7 separate regions of the Sus scrofa genome follow, and regions 1, 2, 4, 5, 6 and 7 are each linked to region 3. A link is a contact called in public Hi-C and HiChIP or PLAC-seq data. All regions are on one chromosome and are shown on one strand. Each heading gives the region's core, a stretch centred on a gene start, on an enhancer-like site or on the middle of the called end of the contact. The rest is flanking DNA. Distances are from core to core; before and after follow the strand shown.

The links. A called contact is a pair of places that touch in the nucleus more often than the background predicts. HiChIP or PLAC-seq counts read pairs in DNA pulled down with a chosen protein or histone mark.
Region 1: a contact with region 3 is called in a Hi-C map of skeletal muscle, with 2.7 times the contacts expected there. The contact joins two enhancer-like sites. A contact is called at or near these places in 3 of 47 Hi-C or Micro-C datasets (fibroblasts, omental adipose tissue and skeletal muscle).
Region 2: a contact with region 3 is called in an H3K27ac HiChIP or PLAC-seq map of skeletal muscle. The contact joins two enhancer-like sites. A contact is called at or near these places in 2 of 47 Hi-C or Micro-C datasets (embryonic fibroblasts and fibroblasts) and 1 of 2 datasets of contacts at active chromatin or transcription factors (skeletal muscle).
Region 4: an H3K27ac HiChIP or PLAC-seq map of alveolar macrophages shows a contact between it and region 3. The contact joins two enhancer-like sites. A contact is called at or near these places in 6 of 47 Hi-C or Micro-C datasets (alveolar macrophages, embryonic fibroblasts, heart right ventricle and 2 more) and 2 of 2 datasets of contacts at active chromatin or transcription factors (alveolar macrophages and skeletal muscle).
Region 5: a contact with region 3 is called in an H3K27ac HiChIP or PLAC-seq map of alveolar macrophages. The contact joins two enhancer-like sites. A contact is called at or near these places in 4 of 47 Hi-C or Micro-C datasets (alveolar macrophages, embryonic fibroblasts, omental adipose tissue and 1 more) and 2 of 2 datasets of contacts at active chromatin or transcription factors (alveolar macrophages and skeletal muscle).
Region 6: an H3K27ac HiChIP or PLAC-seq map of alveolar macrophages shows a contact between it and region 3. The contact joins two enhancer-like sites. A contact is called at or near these places in 2 of 47 Hi-C or Micro-C datasets (embryonic fibroblasts and epiblast stem cells) and 1 of 2 datasets of contacts at active chromatin or transcription factors (alveolar macrophages).
Region 7: an H3K27ac HiChIP or PLAC-seq map of alveolar macrophages shows a contact between it and region 3. The contact joins two enhancer-like sites. A contact is called at or near these places in 1 of 47 Hi-C or Micro-C datasets (embryonic fibroblasts) and 1 of 2 datasets of contacts at active chromatin or transcription factors (alveolar macrophages).

Annotation. Positions count from the first base shown.
Region 1 is chr10:66,145,251-66,148,188 of Sscrofa11.1, forward strand. No RefSeq gene overlaps it. Among named protein-coding and RNA genes, the nearest start is that of KLF6, 340 kb to the right of the region's middle. Within about 2 kb of position 1,496, at least 13 of the 83 cell types and tissues checked have an H3K27ac peak or open chromatin away from gene starts, as enhancers often do. A contact at or near this core is called in skeletal muscle, where this site is marked.
Region 2 is chr10:66,192,374-66,195,073 of Sscrofa11.1, forward strand. No RefSeq gene overlaps it. Among named protein-coding and RNA genes, the nearest start is that of KLF6, 290 kb to the right of the region's middle. Within about 2 kb of position 1,373, at least 13 of the 83 cell types and tissues checked have an H3K27ac peak or open chromatin away from gene starts, as enhancers often do. A contact at or near this core is called in skeletal muscle, where this site is marked.
Region 3 is chr10:65,815,562-65,818,297 of Sscrofa11.1, forward strand. No RefSeq gene overlaps it. Among named protein-coding and RNA genes, the nearest start is that of AKR1E2, 120 kb to the left of the region's middle. Within about 2 kb of position 1,405, at least 29 of the 83 cell types and tissues checked have an H3K27ac peak or open chromatin away from gene starts, as enhancers often do. A contact at or near this core is called in alveolar macrophages, omental adipose tissue and skeletal muscle, where this site is marked.
Region 4 is chr10:66,247,860-66,250,591 of Sscrofa11.1, forward strand. No RefSeq gene overlaps it. Among named protein-coding and RNA genes, the nearest start is that of KLF6, 240 kb to the right of the region's middle. Within about 2 kb of position 1,347, at least 17 of the 83 cell types and tissues checked have an H3K27ac peak or open chromatin away from gene starts, as enhancers often do. A contact at or near this core is called in alveolar macrophages, where this site is marked.
Region 5 is chr10:66,224,948-66,227,647 of Sscrofa11.1, forward strand. No RefSeq gene overlaps it. Among named protein-coding and RNA genes, the nearest start is that of KLF6, 260 kb to the right of the region's middle. Within about 2 kb of position 1,429, at least 38 of the 83 cell types and tissues checked have an H3K27ac peak or open chromatin away from gene starts, as enhancers often do. A contact at or near this core is called in alveolar macrophages, omental adipose tissue and skeletal muscle, where this site is marked.
Region 6 is chr10:66,314,123-66,317,046 of Sscrofa11.1, forward strand. No RefSeq gene overlaps it. Among named protein-coding and RNA genes, the nearest start is that of KLF6, 170 kb to the right of the region's middle. Within about 2 kb of position 1,624, at least 28 of the 83 cell types and tissues checked have an H3K27ac peak or open chromatin away from gene starts, as enhancers often do. A contact at or near this core is called in alveolar macrophages, where this site is marked.
Region 7 is chr10:66,086,817-66,089,598 of Sscrofa11.1, forward strand. No RefSeq gene overlaps it. Among named protein-coding and RNA genes, the nearest start is that of AKR1E2, 390 kb to the left of the region's middle. Within about 2 kb of position 1,350, at least 2 of the 83 cell types and tissues checked have an H3K27ac peak or open chromatin away from gene starts, as enhancers often do. A contact at or near this core is called in alveolar macrophages, where this site is marked.

The sequences.
Region 1 (2,938 bases), core at 246-2,745, 330 kb after region 3:
GATCAAATGTGTTCTCAGCCTCCGTAAGCACATGGGCTGATCCCTCATAATAAATCTATATTTATATTTGCCCTATGAATTCTGTTTCTCTGGGGACTGACTGATGGAGCACATTTGATATTCCTGGGAAGTCAGGAAACCACGCTAGTTTCTTGCTGCGTAAAATGGATACTTTAGAAGATTCTGGTGAACATTTGCAAACAGTAGAGCAAACGCTCTCACACCGGTTTACCTTCTCTCCCTTAAAAAAAAAATCTCTTTGATGTGATCATTAAAATTATAAGAATCCCATGAGGGGGTGTCAGCCCGCCAGAGATGGTGGCAGATATCCAGGGCATCACAGGAGGATGGGAAGGCATTCATGGATGAACCAGAGCAGGAGTTTGGGGGAGAACAGAGCCTGGAGAAGGATGCAGAAGTCCGAACAAATGTCAGCACACGCTGTCTAAAAATGCCCTCCGGAGCCAAAGGGAGTGCCATGTGGCAAGCCGGGGAGAAGGCAGTTATCCTGGCCTGGGCGTGTGCGCCCAGCACACACCCTCTTCATTTCCACAGTGTGGAGGGAGGGGGCCCCGCCACCCCCGCAGCCACCTCTGCACCCACGCCCCCTGTGAAGGTAGCTGCCCAACACCTGCTCCGCGGTCAGGGTGTGGGTCGGGAGAGGCAGCCAGAGGGTCCCCATCGCGCACCTGTGGAAGAAGTCCCTTCATCTGCCTACCGTCTGACTCCTGGTCCTTTTTTCTTAAAAAAAAAAAAAAAAAAAAAGAGTAGAAAAGCCAAGAATCCATGATTCACCAAGATGGGTAAATAGTATGGATGTTTGAGGAAAACTGCTGTATCCCAAGAGAAGGACAAGACGCACCAGTAGAAGAATGATCTGGAGAGAATGAAGCAAATACAAGGAGCAGAAAATGTAACAGAACTAATAAATCAAGATGAGGATAATGCGGTAAATATTTTATGCCTGAAACGATCGCTCTGAACATGAGCAAATAGTTTGGAAAATTACAAACACAACTGCTAAGGTTACAAACACTCAGTAGAAGTGTTTCCAACCATTATTATGCTTCAGAAATAAAGAAGGAAATCTCTCAACAAGTAGCCTAAAACAAGAAGAAATGTGATGATGAGTCAGAGTGAAATCTTTAGATATACACAGGATCAACTCAAGTTTACGAATGTGAGAACAAAACCAATGAGAGGGTTCAGATTCTCAAAGAACCAAGACAAGCCGCGTTTCCCAGAGCTGCAGCTGGGTTTGAGTATCTTCTTGGAACAGCCTGTAGGGAGCTCTGAAGATGAGCGCTCACAGCCCCTACTGGGAGAGCCAGAGTTACCCCTCAAAACCCCAATTCTGGTCACTTTCCCCCAGAGCTCCCTCAGTTCCCTGAAGCTAAGGACTACAACCTTGGCCACATTCTCCAGCCCCAGGACCGGACCCAGCTTGCCCGCCTGCGTGTCCCCTCCCCGCTCCGCTCCGAGTCACACCCAGCATCATGTGCTCTTCCCGTCACGGGGCTTTGGTCTGGGCAATGCTCCCGTTTGCTTGCCTGGCATCATCTCAGCCTTTCAGCCTTTCGCCTTCATCCATTTTTATTCTTTTAGTCCTCAGCCCTCAGTTCAAATGTCACATATTCAGAGAAGCGGAACGGTGCGTTTCTCCACTGTGGCATCTTGTCATTTTTCTTTATTTCAGTAATCGGATTTGCAATTACATATTTATTTGGTTGTTTGTTTTGGATCAATCCTTTCTTAAATACATTATAATTTTTAACTCACCCAAATTCTACCTCCACGAGGGGAGGGCTAATATAATTTACTTATCATTAGATACCTGGGAAAGAGCACGGCAAATGCCCACATAGGATCCAATACCCATCCGACGCAGGATTTTACAACTTCCAGCAGTGACCCTGAAAGCCTGACGTTATTCTCACGTGGCAGTTCAAACTGAGGCTCAGAGGTAGTTAGCATTTTATCACTGTTTAAATAACACCGCCAAAGACCTTTTGAAATCCACCTCAGATGGCTGGAAAATTTCACCTTATCTTATGCGCAGAGATGTAGCCCTGCCTGTACCTTTCTTCGAATGTGAAAACCGAGGGACAGGTGTAATCTGACATCCACTTAAGGAAGGCCCCGGGCCCCACCGCTGCCACCTGCAGAGGCCTCTCCTTTAAAGCCGTCTCCTGGGCGACGTCTGGAGGCACCAAGAAACCCCTCCTCGGGGTTAGGTCCGGAACGAAGCAGCACTGGGGAGAGAGGGCACCCCAGGGACCAGTCCTGCACTGGGAACTCTCCTGACTGTCTCTGAGCTTTGATGTCCTCTGTGACCAACCAGATAGAGTCCGGCGGGGATTCCGTGCCCTAACAGACCCGCTAACCCGGCACTGGGTAGACAGGAAACAGAGCTCCCTCGCCCAGTACGGGCTGTTTCATTCATCACCAAATCAGAAGTTTGCCACAAAGTAAAGTATTTGCATCTGTATGTATCCACATACCAATTGTAAACGTTAAAAAAGGCCATGCATGAGTAGTTTTAAAATAAACTTGGTGAATAATGATTGCCCAGAATCGAGCCCTGCCAGAACCCTTCAGAATTTTAACCTGATTTTTTAAAGTCTAGAACAAACGAATTAAGAAGTCCTGAAATACTAAAATTGGAGAGGCAAGTGTAGGTTTTCTGTACTTTCGACAATAATCGTTTCTTGGTAAAAACCTTAAGCTTTGCTCTGAATGGACAAATAACAGTGCTTTGTAATCAAATGCATTGTATTACATGCTTTCTTGAAAATGCTTTTTTAAGTCAATTTTTTCTTAAATAATATTCAAAGTTTTCTTTAAATTCTATTTTCTTTGTTAAATATTTTTACATATAACATTTTAGAAATATGTAAATATATTTAAATAGAAATTTGAAATGACTTATTTTGCTCCT
Region 2 (2,700 bases), core at 123-2,622, 380 kb after region 3:
TGTGCTCACAAAGAAGCCACTACTGGAGTTTACTCTGCTACATGAACATGGGTTTTTGCAAAGAGACCTTCAAGGTCATGTCCTTAGGAGGCAGAGTTTCACCCCAGAAAGAGCAGGGGGTTCGGAGTTAGAAATGCTTTCTTCCCTCTGGGTCACCCGCACTTGGAAAAGCCAAACCCAGGGTCTCGGAAGCGTCGACCAGCAGCCTCTTTGCTCTTGTGTGATACGGTCGCACCGTTTTCTTCCGAGAAGAATAACTATTCCATACCCTGTTCCTTAAAAATCACTGAAAGACTTTCCTGTCTGCTTAACTAAAGTGGGTAACTTCATTCAGTCAAGAGATATTGACTGAAGTACATGTAGGATGTATACTCAGATAATATGCGAGAGAAATGATTTTGTTGTTTGCAAAACTCTCAGATCTCAACCCAGGTTCAGCTCCATGGCTGTAGTTAATACTGTCACAAGCATGGAGTTCGATTTGAAATTCGTACAGTGGAATCAGGAATTTACAACTGTTCTGCAATTCCCTACCCATGGGTCGGTGTGACAGGCGGGGAGATGACAGTACAGCGTCTGGCATGCTATATAATTTTCTTTAATTTGCCAGTTAGCTTGGGCAGTAGAGTGCTGTTTATGCATACAGAGGTGATGTGTCACAGTTCGCTTATTTAGTGGGTAAAAGAGAGCAAGAACAAGAAGAAAGCCAAGCAAATACACTAATTAAAATACTAGTTAGTATATAGTTACCTGTAATATTAATATATTAATTACATAGAAAACAATAAATCTGTATTTGCATAAGACTAAAGACCATGTGGCAAAAAAAAAAAAAAACTCAATAAGTTGCTTCCTTTTTAGTCAAAATTGTAAAGCAAAATATTTAAATTATTAGAATATTACTAAAGTGGAATAGGATGAGAATGTTGGATTTTAGGCGTTGGCTGAATTCTCAGAAACAAAATATAAATGACTCATATGGCAAAAATTCTCAAAATGAAATTATTATTGAAATGCTCGTGGTGATTCAGCACTATTTTGATTTATCCATCACTTGAAAAAGTTATTTGTCTTGATAAAGATTCTTACATCCCTTTGAGAGTGGAGTTGCACAGCCAGTCCAGGAGATAACACTGTAGCTTTTACCAAGTCTGAAAAATTCAAAAAAGAATTGAAAGAAAAAAATGGAAGCTTCTGATTCCTTCAGGAAGGTAGCAATACTTAAAACCAATTATGAGTTCATCAGAAAAAGTATCTGTAGCGTGTGGCTTTCCTGCACGTGATTAGCACTGGAAATGCAGTCCCGGCCGAGCACTGAATGGTCCCCTCTTGGCTACGCCCCTGCTCTGGGATTGTTTTCTCAGGGAAACAGGAAAGGGAGGCGATGGAGCTGAAAGCCCAGCTGGTTCTAATTCAGCACTCCCAATCGACTCTTAGGCATTGGCTCCAAAGAACGAACACCAAATTAAAATGGTACTGATTTGAGGGAACACGTGGAATGAGCCCCGCTTCCCTGTCCCCGCAGGGGTCCCCCGGTGATGTATCTGGCTCGGGTGGCCATCAAGGGAGGAGAGACTCCTGTCCACCGAACATGCCAGTTCCCCTGAGAATTAAAGTACATCTTTCATAATATCTCTTCAAACTTACACGTAACCTAGAAACTGGATGCCTTCTGTGGGTGTGACATGGAGCTGCCCTCGCCACAGCCCATGGCCTCTGGTCCAGGCCCGAGTTCCTGCAAGGCTGCCCTTGTACCTGAGATGCTCCCTAATTTTACAAGATGAACTCGCAAACGTGTCAGAGGATTGAGGTCTCTGGTTGCTCATGCCTGTCCCACTCAGGCCCTCGGACGCTGGCACCATCCATTCTCCACCATGGACCCAGGGGAGGGGGTGTGTTTCTACAGGGCAGCGTCAAAGCTGTTGGAGCCCCGCCTTATCAGTGATGTGTCTTGGCCGATGCATGGGATTCAAAGGCACATGTCCCAGCACAACATATAGAGTCTGTCTGTGTATCTGCATAGAACACAGAATATGCACGTATATGTTCTCTAGTGAATCCTCGTGGAAAACAGTCAGGATTTAAGAAAAGCAAGAAAGGAAGCATACATGATTAAAAAAAAAATAAGACAAATCTTGAGTTTCACTAGCACAAGGGTATTGCATTTCTTTAGATTCTGGTGTCTAAATCAGCAATGTAAAGGGATGTGACCTCGAGCCCTTCAGTGAATTGTGGAGTAAATGATGCTTTAAGTAATAACTGGAAAACGAACGTTTAGGCTGTATCTTGGAAGAGCATAAATGCATATGAAAGGGCAAAGACAACTGGAGCAGGATCCAATGCATACTAGCCCTCTGGGGTCAAGTTCATTCAATGTCATTTCTACACAGCAGTATTGGGACGGTTCGGTTCTGACACAGCTGTCACGGCTATCGTTGCTAAAGGCCCAAATCCACCGTGCAGGGTGGAGGACCCCAAAGAGAACCACACCCAGGAAGGTCCCGATCCAGCCAGGCTCTGGTAGAATCAGACTTCCTCAGTGCTCTTGGGTTTTACTGTAACGAGAAAATGTTTTAACATTTTTATGATTGTAAGAATAGGAGGCGTCTTGCAGAAAAATATAAGAAGAAAGAAATCAGTACAAAGATGAGAGCAGTTGCACATAGGTTTTCACCATAGCCACTGTTCACATTTAGATAC
Region 3 (2,736 bases), core at 155-2,654:
TTAAAATCTAGGCAAGTAAGTCATGAGCAAGAAGAAATGCTTGTGTTTGAAAATGACAAGTTCTCATTTATGTGTCACCAACCCTAATCCAATATATTCCTGAATCGTATATTATTTATATGGACTTATTTTTAAAGCAATTGTCCCATGTTTTTAAAGCAGATTTAAGAATATGGTCTAAAAAAGCCTGGACCAAGTTTCAATATATAATGATGGAATCTCTTCAAATAACTCAACAGGCACTGAAGGATTCATGCTGACTGCGGTATGTCTCAGAGTCAGAATCTGCCATCAGGACATACGGTGTAGGTAGGTTTGCTTTCACATTGATTTTTCTTCTTGTTTCAGCCTGTGTGATTCCCTGACTACCACGGTTGAGGTGGCTGTTTTAATTTGGTTACGGCCAAGGCAAGGCTGTGTTTATCACCTTGCCCACATTTTTCCTTCAAACCAGCGCATGAAACTGAATTCAATGAGCACTGCTGAAAGCAGGTCTAAGAAAGGCATTTGGCTTCAAGGTCCTCTGCTGACCGTAATAAATTGCTCGTGAGACTGTAGATCTGAAGACTTTATTGTATCCAAACTGGCTCTGAGGAAATGCTGAATTTCATAAATAATAATAACAGCAATGACGATGAACTTGGATGTGTCAACTTTCCAAGCAAATTGGAGCTGCACGTAACTTCAAAAGGAAGAAATGCTTTTGCTAGCTGTGGACTTAGAAATGCAGATGTGTCATACTTTAGGCTCTTGATTAGAACAAAACCCTGACAAATGCAGAATCATTTGTAAAAATAGGCATGTGTGAATACTACACATATTCTACATATATACATCATATGCAGTATACACACACACAATACTATGTAAAACTACAGGTATAGAAATACGGACACAAACACAGGCATACATTTAAAAAGCACACTATAAAAATATATATGTTCAAAGATATAAAGTATGCTAAAGTACATAAATGCTATAAAAGTGTGCATGTAATATATGACTATTATTAGTACATGTATTACATACACATATGTAATATATTACACATTAATACCATTATTAATATTAGTAGTATATTCTAAGTATATAGACTAATATATTTTAAAATATATACTCTTTTAATACACACTATAGTATATACTGATGTATTTTTTAAAACTGAAAGAAACCTAGTTTCCTTTTTATTTGTGTTCCTACGGGTGGCAGCCGCTTTTTTCCGGGTCTCTCTCATTAGCCGTGATTAGGATATTCCCTAATTCTAAGTCCTCATTTCTCAGTGTAGACTGTGGGTCCCCAGCCTGGGAGGAGGGAGCGGGGTTTCCCGGTTTTATAAACACAAGTCTCCCTGGAGATTCCTACCAACAGAGGACGAGGCTCCCCGGACACTTACTGAGGGTGGCCACTAGGGGGCACAGGTGTCCACGTTTCTGCATTTGGGGCAGCTGTGCTTCCCTGGCGCTGGGAAACTCTGATTCAGATCATTGCTGCAATTAGAGTTTTCAGGTGAAGATTTCCCCGTCTTTTCAAGTCTTTTCAGCCTTGAAACAAATTACATTTTATCGTTGTAAAGGTTAATTCAAATTCAGTGAACAATTTGGAAAATACCTAAGGTAGGACCACAGAAACAAAACCAAGGATGACCACTAAAATTTCCATCATCAAGAAATAAATATTCTGACAATATTTTGGTTTTCTGCCTATATGTTTTTGTGTATTTGTGTGTGTGTGTATATATATATAATTATATTATGAAATGAATGTTACAAAATGAATATAAATGAAAATTATATTATGAAATACCCAAAATTATATAATTTAATATATAATGTATATTTATATCTTATATCATATTTGCATATACCATATCATTCATACATGTATAGTTTTCAAAAATGGAGATTGCTTTGAAATACTCAATTATATTCTGTTTCTCTTCTCATTTCATTTATACTTTTTCTCAGTTTGGGTGGTGAACACATACATTTCATGACAAAATATATGAGAATTGAGCACTCTGCAAAAGGGATTCAGCATTGTACTGACTGTGGGCTCCATGAAATAAAATGAGGGCAGGGGGTTCCCCTCACGGCTCAGTGGTTAACAAACCCGACTAGCATCCGTGAGGACGCGGGTTGGATTCCTGGCCTCACTCAGTGGGTTAAGGATCATGAGCTGTGGTGTAGGTCGCAGATGCGGCACAGATCCCGAGTTGCTGTGGCTGTGGCTGTGGCCAGCAGCTGTAGCTCCAATTCGACCCCTGGCCTGTGAACTTCCATATGCCACGGGTGTGGACCTAAAAAACAAAAACAAAAAAAAGAAAAGAAAAAAAAGAGGGCATATCTCCAATTTTCATCAGCACGTCTGGGTCACAGACTCAGGAGAGACTTCATTGCAAGCTCATATTCTACCCTACTTGCTGCAAAGAGCCTTAGCTAGTTTAAGGATGTCAAAATCTTAGCATATCCTATTGCTAAAAGCTCTGGTTTTACATGCGGTACCGTGGTACGACTTTTATGCCTTAGAACTTTCCATCTTGCCATCTTCCAGCCTTTGGAAGACATGTTTTCTGCAGTATTTACTTGGAATATTTTCCCATCATTTTTGTATTCTATTGGGTAACTTGGAAAGCTTGACTAATATAATCTTTCAGACTGCCAAGAACTAACAGGCAGAAATTAGATCAGCTAAGTTTACTCTTTCTCTTAATAAATATTTTGTGAGACTCTGCTGCAG
Region 4 (2,732 bases), core at 97-2,596, 430 kb after region 3:
CATTGAAAGGATGAAGGTGAACCTCAGTTTCTGTGAAGTCGCTCCTTCATTCATCATTTCCGTCATGCTGTGTGCTAAGCCCTAAGCCCTCAGGACTCTGGGACCTTGAGACACAAGACCGCAGAAAACCCCCAGCTCCGAAGCTCCGTCTTAGGAAACATACACAGCGAGACAGCAGGGCACAACTGTCTTTCTCTCCTCAACATCTTTCATGAGAACAAAAATAGAAGATCTTTTCTGACACACATCTGTACATCCCTCGCTTTAGTCCGTAAAGATGAACACTGGCTGTGTTGCCACGGCAGCTGACTTGCCAGGGTGAATGCATGAGAAAGATATGGTCGCTGACCCCCAAGAAATTATCCTCTCATTGGAAAAAACGGTGGGTCCCGGGTACATGGAGGGAGGGTATGACTAAGTGGACTAGGGAGACGTCAGCTCTGTTGTGAAGCAATACCCTGGACAGGAACGCTGGCTGTCGGTAAAAGCTTTGGGCAGCCAGGTAAACTGGGCCGGATGCTCATCGGGGTTCCCTGCAGGCATTGCAGCCGGGTGAGAGATCTGAACGACCGTCCGGCGTGGAAGTAAAGCTCACACCCCGGCCAGTATTTCATCACCTGATATTTCTGAGCAGCAAGTGCATCCGGAAATGTACTTAGTGCAAGTTCCTGGCCTACAGAATGAGGGACGAGGGACTGGGCCTTGGCCGGCCCGTGATGCCGGCCCAGTGAACATCAGGGAGGCTATTTCACGGATTCCCAGTGTGAGCCGCCAGCAGGGTGAGCCGCTTCTTCAAAATTCCCCAGGGAACAGATGGGGAATTCAGTTTAAAGCCACACCTGGAGTTCCCCTGGTGGCTCAGTGGGTCAAGAACCCAACATAGTGTCCGTGAAAATGCAGGTTCGATCCCTGGCCTCGCTCCGTGGGTTAAGGATCTGGTGTTGCCATGAATTGTGGTGTAGGTTGCAGATGTGGCTCAGCTCCAGGGTTCCTCTGGCTGTGGTGCAGGCCGGCAGCTGCAGCTCTGATCGGACCCCTAGCCTGGGACCTTCCTTGTGCCACGGGTGTGGCCCTAAAAACCCAAATAATAGAAATAAAGCCTGTGTGTCTGAGGCGTTCTAAGCCCCTTGTTTCCCTCTTGCTGCGCTGACTCGATGTCAGGTCTGCGAAGATAGAGACTCTAAAGTGCAGTGCGTCACCAGTCAAGAGGCGGGACCGAGACACCGTCGAGAAAGAAACGGCAAAACGGGCCGTAGCCTGTTGCTACACATTTTGGCAGGAAATCACAGCTGAGCGTGGGAAGCTTCACTTGCAGAACAGGTAGTCGTGATGACTCAGAGCCTCGGGGACAGACTGGCACGGACCCCAGGCCGGGGGATTATTCAAAACCCAGGGATCCCTGGAAGTGACTGCTTCTTGGCAGTGGCATTTTTCCCCCTTGGCTGTGAAAGGTGAGAAAGCTTTGGCAAGGAAATGAGCAGAGGAGTGAATTCAGAGCAAGGGGCACAAGTGACTCACAGATTAGATGAACAAGGACACGGCCGCAAAGCGAGAGACGCAGCAGAATCTCTCTGCCGGCTGAAGGATGAGCAAGCCCCAGGTCATCCCGACCAACTCTCAGTTTAGGAAGACGCCGTGAAAAAAACCGTGTCTCTGGGAGCAGGCTTGTGGCTGCCCTGGGGGAGGGGCGGGAGGGGATGGACCGGGAAGTGGGGGTGGGTCGATGCAAACTCTTGCATTTCGAATGGATGGGCAGTGAGGTCCTGCTGCACAGCACAGGGAACTACATCCAGTCTGGGGATAGGACGTGATGGAGCATAATGTGAGAAAAAGAATGTGTGTGTGTGTGTGTGTGTGTGTGTGTGTGTGTGTGTGTGTGTGTGTGACTGGTCACTATCCTGTACAGCAGAAATTGAAGGATCATTGCAAATCAACTATAATGAACATGTTTTAAAAACAGTGTCTATTCTTCAATGCTTGAATCAGTTAGTTAAAAGGCTGCATTGTTTGATTCCTTGTAATATCTTGGAGCGATATTTTAATATTACTTCAAATAGAAGCCTAGAAGCCCCGTACTATTTATTTAAAGTCCATTTTCAAAATTCTTTTAAAAGTAATTACAGGAAATTATCAGCCTTTGTATCTTGCTGGCTGACACATCCTATAAATCACCCAATGTGTCACTTCTGATAAAGCCCATGTAATCATGTTACATGACAGGAACTGACGGTCATAAGTAGACATGATAATTTAATTTGGAAAAAGCTCAGACTCATGCAATTCCCTTTCAACTTTAGTTCAAAAACCCTGGTGAAACTCTACAGAGGGTTGGCATATTGATGTAACTTTGAAGAACATTTGTAACATTTTTTACTTTCAAACCCGAAACGTATCTCCATCTCATACTTGAGATATAAGCGCATACAAGTGTGTAGTATAAAATATTTATAGCAAACGTTAAAATAAAGAAATGATGTGATTATCCAGTGTGATCCGTTTTTACTGGGTTCACTCAGTAGTCAAAGTCTGTGTTGAGGAGCAGGGTATAGACAGGTGCCGGCCGTAGACCACTCTCTCGGCAGAGAGTGAGAACTGTCAATGACTTCGAGAAAAGTGGGGGCATTTGATGGAGAGAAGAAAGATACACTCAAAATTGTACCTCCTTCCCTGTGGTCACCAAACTTTCAACTTCACGTGCAAAATGAACACCACAGAAGCAAGAAACTGGATCT
Region 5 (2,700 bases), core at 179-2,678, 410 kb after region 3:
GGAGGCAACACCTTGCTGGGTCTGACTGGTGAGGAGGGGCCGGCTTCCTGGTGTAGGTCCCCTAGGTGCTGCAGAGAAAGACAGCGATGCTGTCGCGCGGTCACTAACGCGTGGGTCCCGGCTTCCGCGGAGGGCGAGGCAGGGCCGGCGGGGTTCCCTGCGACAGCCCAGGGACGGCCTTTGGGCGGAGAGGATGCCCGGAGCAGGAAGACGGCAGGGCATCCTCTGCAGAGAGAGGGGCCCGGGCGACCTCGGGCTCGGGCCCAGGGGCTCGTCACGCGTTTCCTGCCCCGCTGTGACAGCATCCCCCTGTTGCTGTGACCGAAGCACGTGGGCGCTGTTCCACGCCCCGCGCCTGCGGGGTCGCTTGCTCTGTCCACGCTTTCTTCCACCTCGAGGTCCCCTCCTCCGCGGCGCTGTCTTCTGTTTCCGCCGCCCTCGTTCCTATGAAGAGGATTTGTGGGTCCAGTGATCCCTGCCTGTCTACACCCACCCACCCCCCGCCTTTGCTCCTCCCAGGTTTTGAGATGCTCCCTGGAGAAAAGCACAACCCCAGTGAAAAACAGCTCCACCTGCGGCTGCGACACAGCGGAAAACACACAACCGGGCGGAGGGGTGTTTTTAGGCAAAGGTCACCCACACGATGCCCGCTGAGGACACGAGCCCCACATCCTAATGATACAGGGCATTTCCCTCCCCCTCCTCCTCCTCCGCACACGGGGGCCTGCACTCTCTCTCTCTCACACACACACACACACACACACACACACACCCCACCCCCAAGCCTCACCGACCGCAGGCCCAGGCCCCGTCTCCGCGGTTGTTGTATTTTCCCTTTGCTGAGGAATCCAAGAGGCCCCTCCACCAGCCTAACTACCCATCTGTCCCACCTGACCGTGCACTTGAGTCCCTGTCTGTTACCAGGGAGGAGTGCTCTGTGCCCCTGCGCTGAGCCGGGCCCCCTGCACCTGCTCTCATCGCTGGTCCTTCCAAGGACCCAGCTCCCCGGAGTCTCCGTTCTCCTCCAGGTCCCGCACTTGCTTGGCTCAGCCCCTCCCAGCAGCCTGCAAACGCGGGTATTCCTTACCTGCTCCTGAGAAGCTTGGGTCCTCTGGCCGCCTCTCCTTCCCCCTCGGACCCGGGTCTCCTGGGGGTGGAATTCCTGAGAAGCCTCATCCCTGCCTTTCCTGCCTCTCCTCTCACACTCTTCTCTGGTGAACTGTCCCCTGCCAGGCTTTCCGCTGCTCACCCACCCCCTCCACCCCAAGGTCCTGTCCAGGCGCCAGGCATCTCCCCCTGGGGTCGCAGCGCTTGTCCGCATTGGAGGAGTTGCTAGCCGCTGGCACCCGGAGCGCTTCCCGCGCGCGCTGAGCTTCCAGGGCACCGGCCAGTCCCAGCTCGTCCCCATTGCTCTCTCCCTCCCCTCCACCTGCCATGCTCACTGCTTTTCTTTCCAGTCCCTTGAGCGCTGGCGCCTCAAGGCGGGACCGCCTCCTCTGCCCTTTCCGGCCACACGCACTCCCTTCGAGGTCTCACCTGGTCTTGCGATTTTCTCTAGAACTTCCGCACACCAGCGACTCTCAGTTTGGACCTTCCTTGTTTGCTCGTCCACAGACCAGCTGTGGTTACTTATGCCTGGTGTCCAGAGTCACTCTCTGGAAAACCTCCTCCAAGGGGTCCTGAAAGAGCCTAGTCCTCACCCGCCACCTGCCCTCCTCAACTTGCTGTGCCCACACATCAGGCGAAAGGTGTAAGGTCCACGTCCCGGGCCTCCTAAACATATGGCAGAATCCCTCCCTGGAGGAGAAGGGAGCAGAGCAAGCAGGTTTATTAAGGCCAGAATGAAAAGGTCCTGGAATCTTTTTTTTTTTAACCAGCTTTAATTAAATTTACTTTTATTAGGGTATAGTTGATTTACAGAGTTGAGTCTATCTCTGCTGTGCAGCATAGTGACCAGTCATATGCACATTCTTCTCCTCCCGGAAAATCTTCAAAGCGCTGAACTAGATGGCAGTTTCTTCCTTTCACTTCTGAACATGAAGTGGGCTGATGTGTTGAAGAAAGTGCTAGGTTATTAAGGTTCCGCATGAAACAGAAGTGGAATGACATTCATCATTGTAGGGGGTGTGTATGTCTCTGTTTCTGTGTGTTGCTGTGTTTCTGTGTCTGTCTGTGTGTGTCTGTGTCTTAGTTCAGTGCAGGTCTTCTTAGTTTGTTACGATGCAAGTATTTCTTCACTTTTCCTTTCACAGTATCTGCAAAATTTTAACTGACATAGAATTTCATTGTTGAAAGTGAAACTGTTCTACTAATATCTAATGCTTGGTGTCAGCTACTCTCATTCTTGGAATTATTTAAAATTCCACTGAAGGTACAAATTTGAACTGAGATTTTTTTTTTTTGAGGAACTCACACATGCAGAATTGAGATCTGAAATCTGCTGGTTTATGCAGATTTACCCTAAGAAAGGAAGTTAGGGCTTGGGTTTTGCTATCATGGAAGGAAATGACTCATATCAATGCTGGTATGTAATCGGTGTCCCAAATTTAGCTTTTGTTTGAGTGTAAAACCTAACATTGACATAGGAAACTTTATTATACTAAGCTGCGCTTTTCTCGTTCCCTTTTCCTCTCTGTCAATCAATGACCACACTTTCATTAGGGACCTGTTAAGACATGTTTAGAACATAAACTAAGGTTT
Region 6 (2,924 bases), core at 374-2,873, 500 kb after region 3:
CACTCACACTCACACCCTTGCTTCCTCACTAGAGACTACATCTTGCTTCAAGTAAGAGATGGCCTTGCTGGAGTTCCCACTGTGGCCCAGAGGATTAAGGACCCAGTATTGTCTCTCTGAGGATGCGAGTTCAACCCCTGGCCTCCGTGGATGGGCTAACGATCCGGCATTGCCACAAGCTGCCTGGTAGGTTGCAGAGGTGGCTCGGATCTGGCACTGCTGTGGCTGTAACAAAGGCTGGTAGCTGCAGCTCCATGTCAACGCCTAGCCCAGGAATTTGCATATGCTGCAGGTGTGGCCCTGAAAAGCAAAAAAAAAAAAGAAGAAGAAGAGGAAGAGAAGGCCTTGCACTTGCACGTGTGTGTGCGCGTGCATGTGAGCTCAGTGTTTATAAGGTCTACATGACAGTTCAGAGTACAAAAATCGACACATGCACTGAGCTGATCTGGACACAGGGTCAAATGCTGCCCTATCAAGACAGCAAACATGGGTGGGTTGTTGTTTTTTTTTCAGAAAAAAATTAATATTGTGAAAGGACTGTATGCCACAAAAATGCACATTTTACTCTGTCGGTAACACTGACAGGAAACGCATGGCTTCATTTCATCTAAGACCAACATGCTCAGTGTTCAGAATCGAAATGAGTCATGATTCCTGCCACTGGCTGATGAGATTAAACGCACTCATCGGCCCAGGGAGATAAAAACTGCAGCTTCCAAGGAAAACTCCGGTGCCTTCAGCCTGCGAATGACACGTCCATTTCGGAAGTTCTAGCAAATATGAGCTGAGCTCGTGTAGTGAAATCTGGTCACAACCGTTCCACCAAGGCCTTTGGGCAGCTCTGCATAGAGACCCAGGCTTCTTCAGGAGAAGGGTTGGAAGCAGGCAGGGTGGGTCTCTGCCCCTGGAGAAATGTGAGTCTGAGGGTTGTGGTCCACGCTGAGTTTTCCTCCTGGACACTGGGCAGTGGTTAAGAAGTGGCATCTCAAAGTATTACTTTCAGAACAGAGAGGCAGTGAGGTCCTGCTGTGCAGCACAGCGAACTGTATCCAACCTCCTGGGACAGGCCGTGATGGAAGGTGAAATGACACAAGGGAATGTGTGTGTGTGTGACGGGGTCACCTTGGTGTACAGCAGAAACTGGCACGACACTGATCTTGAGGTGGCCAGCAGAGACCCATCTTTGTCAAAATTTCTAAAAAATGTGAGGGAATTTCTTCTGAACGATAGACCTCCGTTTCTGACAGCCTTGCTACCGGCCTCAACTCGTATCTGCTCGCTAGGAGTTTCCTCCCTTGAAAACCACTGAACACGAAACCACCGAGCCCGCCGCCCCGTCTGTTGTGGTCTCTCCCCAGCCGCCTCCGATGCCGACGCAAAACCCGCTCAGGGCGGCGGGAGACCTGACGTTGGCCCCTCCCGTCTCCGGGCACATCCCCACATGCCATGTTGGCCGCATCCACTGGTCACGACCAGTTCAGCTGTGGGGGCTGAGACGCAGCTGCGAGGTGAGCTGAGGACCGAGCGGGGGGCTCCCGAAAGCAGCCTGGAACCGCCCCTCCGGACGGAAGAGGCCCGCGGTGCGCTCCGGCGATGCTCCGCGTGGAGGAAGGCGGGGGAGTCGCGCCTGCCACCCCCAGCCTCACCGGCCATAAAAAGTGCTCTTTGCCAAGGAGCTGCCGACTGGAGACGGGGGAGCGGAAGCTGCAGGGGAAGCCGAGGGGAAACCCCGCAGTGCGGGCCCGGCAGAGCGCAGAGTCCCGCCACGCCACCGCCACCCCGTCGGACCCCCGCACTCTCCCTGCCGCCTGTCCTTTCCAAAGCAGCGCCAAGTGCACAGACAGGGGCGGGAGCTTCCCACCACTGCTTCCCGAAAGCAAAAGAGATTTTCCAGTGCAGTTAAGCAGTGACCACGAGCGTGAGTGCCACACAACACAGTCCCATGTGCCACCTGAGTGCCAGGCCAGAGGGTCACCCCCCCCACCCTCCAGCCAGAAAGAAAGGAGGGAGGGATGAAGGGAGGCATGGGGGGAGGTGGAAGGACGGAGGGAGGGGGAGGGAGGGAGGGAAGTAGGGAGGGGGAGGGAGGGGGAGAGGGGGAGGGAGGGGGAGGGAGGGGGAGGGAAAAAAAGAAAAGAAAAATGAAAAAACATAAACGCCATTCAGGGAATGGAGGCTATAAAGCGATTCGCTGAGGAGCACCGGCTGCTTACGCCCGTTGCTGCCGCTCATTCTAAAATGTATAGTTAATGGTTTCTTAAGGCCTACATGTGCATATTATTGGGGTCACTCGACGTCCCTCTTAAATTGCATCAAGATGGCTCTCCAAAACCCTTTCTGTTAACCTGCCAGTCTGTGCAAACATAATCCATGACCCAGCCACACGTTGACCACTCAGCTCCTGAGGGTCCCAGACACTCTGATTCTGAGCGTGTGGGGCAGAAACCACAGGAGCAGAGAGAAGAAGGGGTGGTGCGCTCCTCCGGGACGGCCCCTCCCTGGGCAGAGCCAAGCCTTGTCTGGAGAAGGTCTGCACTGCACCTGCTGTGAGGACGTGAGGACGTTGGAAGCCGTGCGCTGGGTGGAGCAGCCACACGCACAGCCTCACGCCGGGGTTAAGTGAATACGTGGGGCTTTGGGGTTGGAGACTGTTAAGCAGGGGTTAGCCCTACTTGAGCTGTCCAGCTGGCACGCCAGCTCTCTGTGGCCCTTTAGAAAGTTAGCTGTTAGGTGAAAGAAAGTTAGCATCGACGTCCTCCACCGCTCGCCACATGTCAAGGGCAGGACAGTTCTCGTGAAGGCTCCGTGGGACAGGGCGGGTCCCGTCTCGACCCTCCACGGGCCACATGGCATTCTCTCTCCTTCTTGCAGAGGGTTGTGCTTCTTGTAACTCGACTCCCTCTTGGGTCGGCTGTTCTAGCATA
Region 7 (2,782 bases), core at 100-2,599, 270 kb after region 3:
CTTTTGCACAACAAAGGAAACCACTGATAAAATGAAAAGACAGCCTACAGAATGGGAGAAAATATTTGCAAATGATATGACAAATAAGGAGTCAATATCTGAAATACACAAACAGCACAACCAAAAAATGGGCAAAAGACCTGAATAAACATTTTTCCAAAAAAGACATGCATAGGAATGGCTAACAGGTGCATGAAAAGATGCTCAACATCATGCTAATTATTAGAGAAGTGCAAACAAAACCACAGATATCACTTCACACCTGTAAGAATGGCTGTCATCAAAAAGTCTACAAATAGGAATTTCCATTGTGGCTAAGGTTCTTAAGCAGGTTAAGAACCATGAGGATATGGGTTCGATCCCTGGCCTCGCTCAGCAGGTTAAGGCTCTGAGCTGTGGCATAGTTTGCAGATGTGGCTAGGATCTGTCATTGCTGTGGCTGTGGCACAGGCCAGCAGCTGCAGCTCCAATTCAGTCCCTAGCCCAGGAACATCCATATGTTGCAGGTGTGCCTCCCCCACCCCCCGCCACCCAAAGTGTGCAAATAACATGTTGGAGAGGATGTGGAGAAAAGGGGACACGTGCGCATTTTTGTGAGAATGTAACTTCTTGCAGCCACTTTGGAAAACAGTAGGGAGGTTCCTCAAAAACCTGAAAATAGAATTATCATATGACCCAGCAATTCCGCTCCTGGGTATATTTCCTGAAAACACTCATTCGAAAAGATGCGTGCGTCCCAGTGTTCCTAGCAACACTATTTACAGTAACCTAGATACGGAAGCAACCCCAGTGTCCATCAATAGATAATCGGCTTAGGAAGTCGTGGTATACACGTGTCATGGAATCTTACTCAGCTATAACAAGAATGAGGCTCTACCATTCATAGCAACGTAGATGGACCCAGAGAATAGCATGCTTAGCAACATAAGTCAGAAAGAGGAAGAGAAATGCTCTATGATATTTATACGGAAGCTAAAAATGAATACAAATGAATGTATGTAGCAGACTAAAAACCGACTCAGACAGAGAAAACGAACTAGTGGTTACCAGTGGGGAGAGGGAGGGAGGAGAGACAAGGTAGGGGTATGGGGTTAACAGATACAAACTACTATATATGAAATAAAAAAGCTACAAGGTATGTTTTACAGCAGAGAGAATTATACCCATTATTTTGTAATAACTTTTAAGGGTCTATAATCTGTGAAAATATCGAATGACTATGTTCTACACCTGAAACTGATATAATATTATAAGCCAATTATACGCCAATAAAAAAAAGAGCTGACTAGATCCACTTCCTTTTCAACAGCAAATCTCCCAAAATACAGATTGCGTGGCTCCTTCCTTGATCTTGCAGTGAGACTTCCTCATTTCTAGAACCGTCTTCATCTCCCTAAAACACACACCATGTTGGGTTGTCTCCGCACACTTTCAGAATCAAAGTACTCGTCTCCTACAGCACAAAGAGTTCGTCCTGAGAAAGCCACCTGGGAAGGCCTGAGGTCTTTTTAAGACCAGGGTATGTGGGACACGGACGGACCGTCCCATGGATCCGTCCAGTGGGCCTTCGGCAGACCCACGTTCTTTGGGGGAAAAGGGGAGGAGAAAGATGAGTAGCTCAGTGTAATGGCCACTGTACGTCTGGAGGAAACACTCCTCACAGCGACCTTCTGAAGCTGAAAAGACAACTGCATCCAGTTTACAGCTGAGGAGAATGAAACAAGTTCAGTCTTGGGCTCTCGCTGGGCCCCAGATGCTGGGCGGAAGCATGCTGCCGTGAACACAGGCTCAAGAGGCACTTCTTGATTTGGCTGAGCTTATGCTGTGCATTTCATCACCAGAACATAAAAAGTTACCGTTAAATTACAAATCTAACAGTGTAAATACTACAAATACCATGACGTTTTCAGGATGAAAACAAAGACTGAGAAATGGGAATTTCTTCCCCTTTGGTTAAAATGATACATTGTGGGACATTCCCGCTGTGGCGCAGCGGGTTAAGAATCCAACTGCAGTGGCTTGGGTTCAATCCCCAGCCCAGCCCAGTGGGTTAAAGGATCCAGGGTTGCCACAGCTGTGGTATAGGTCTCATCCGCAGCTTGTATTCAGTTCCTGGCCCAGGAACTTCCATATGCCATGGGTGCAGACATAATTTATAGAACTTGGTTTCTATGGATTTTCTTGTGGGCACCTTGCTAGTCTCTGAGGGGAATGGAGAGGGCCAGGAATTGGGGCAAATGCTGCCCTCCACAGGCTCCAGCCATAGCTCTAATTTCCAAGAAAGTAATGGGCAAAAGGGGAGATGGTGGCACTGACCAAGACCTCATGAGACCCACTCACAGTGTCATCCACTCTTCGGATGCTTTTTTTATGCCACACATCAGTTCTGCTGTTGGCAATGCCCTGAATTCTGAGTAGATTAGAGCGGTACATTATGTGCAGTTTTGCTTTATATACTCAATGCATTATTTATACTTCTATTTTCAGAACATTAAATTCTTTGCATTTTGCTACCCTCTTTCATCTACACTAAAAAGACTTACAGACTCAAGTGTCCTCTCAGGGAGCAAGGAGGCTTCTTCGGGTGTAAGGAACATGAAGCACCACTCTGCTCCCTTCTGGACATCTGCACAGAAATATTCGTGTACCCGGCATTGATTGAAACATACACTGTCTCCTTCACATCTGCATCTCCATGGATTTCTTGAAATCTCGGTGCAGTCCTGTGCTGTCTGCAGGCCACCTTAGAGTCCACACTGAGGAGAATGGTTTAAGGGAGTCG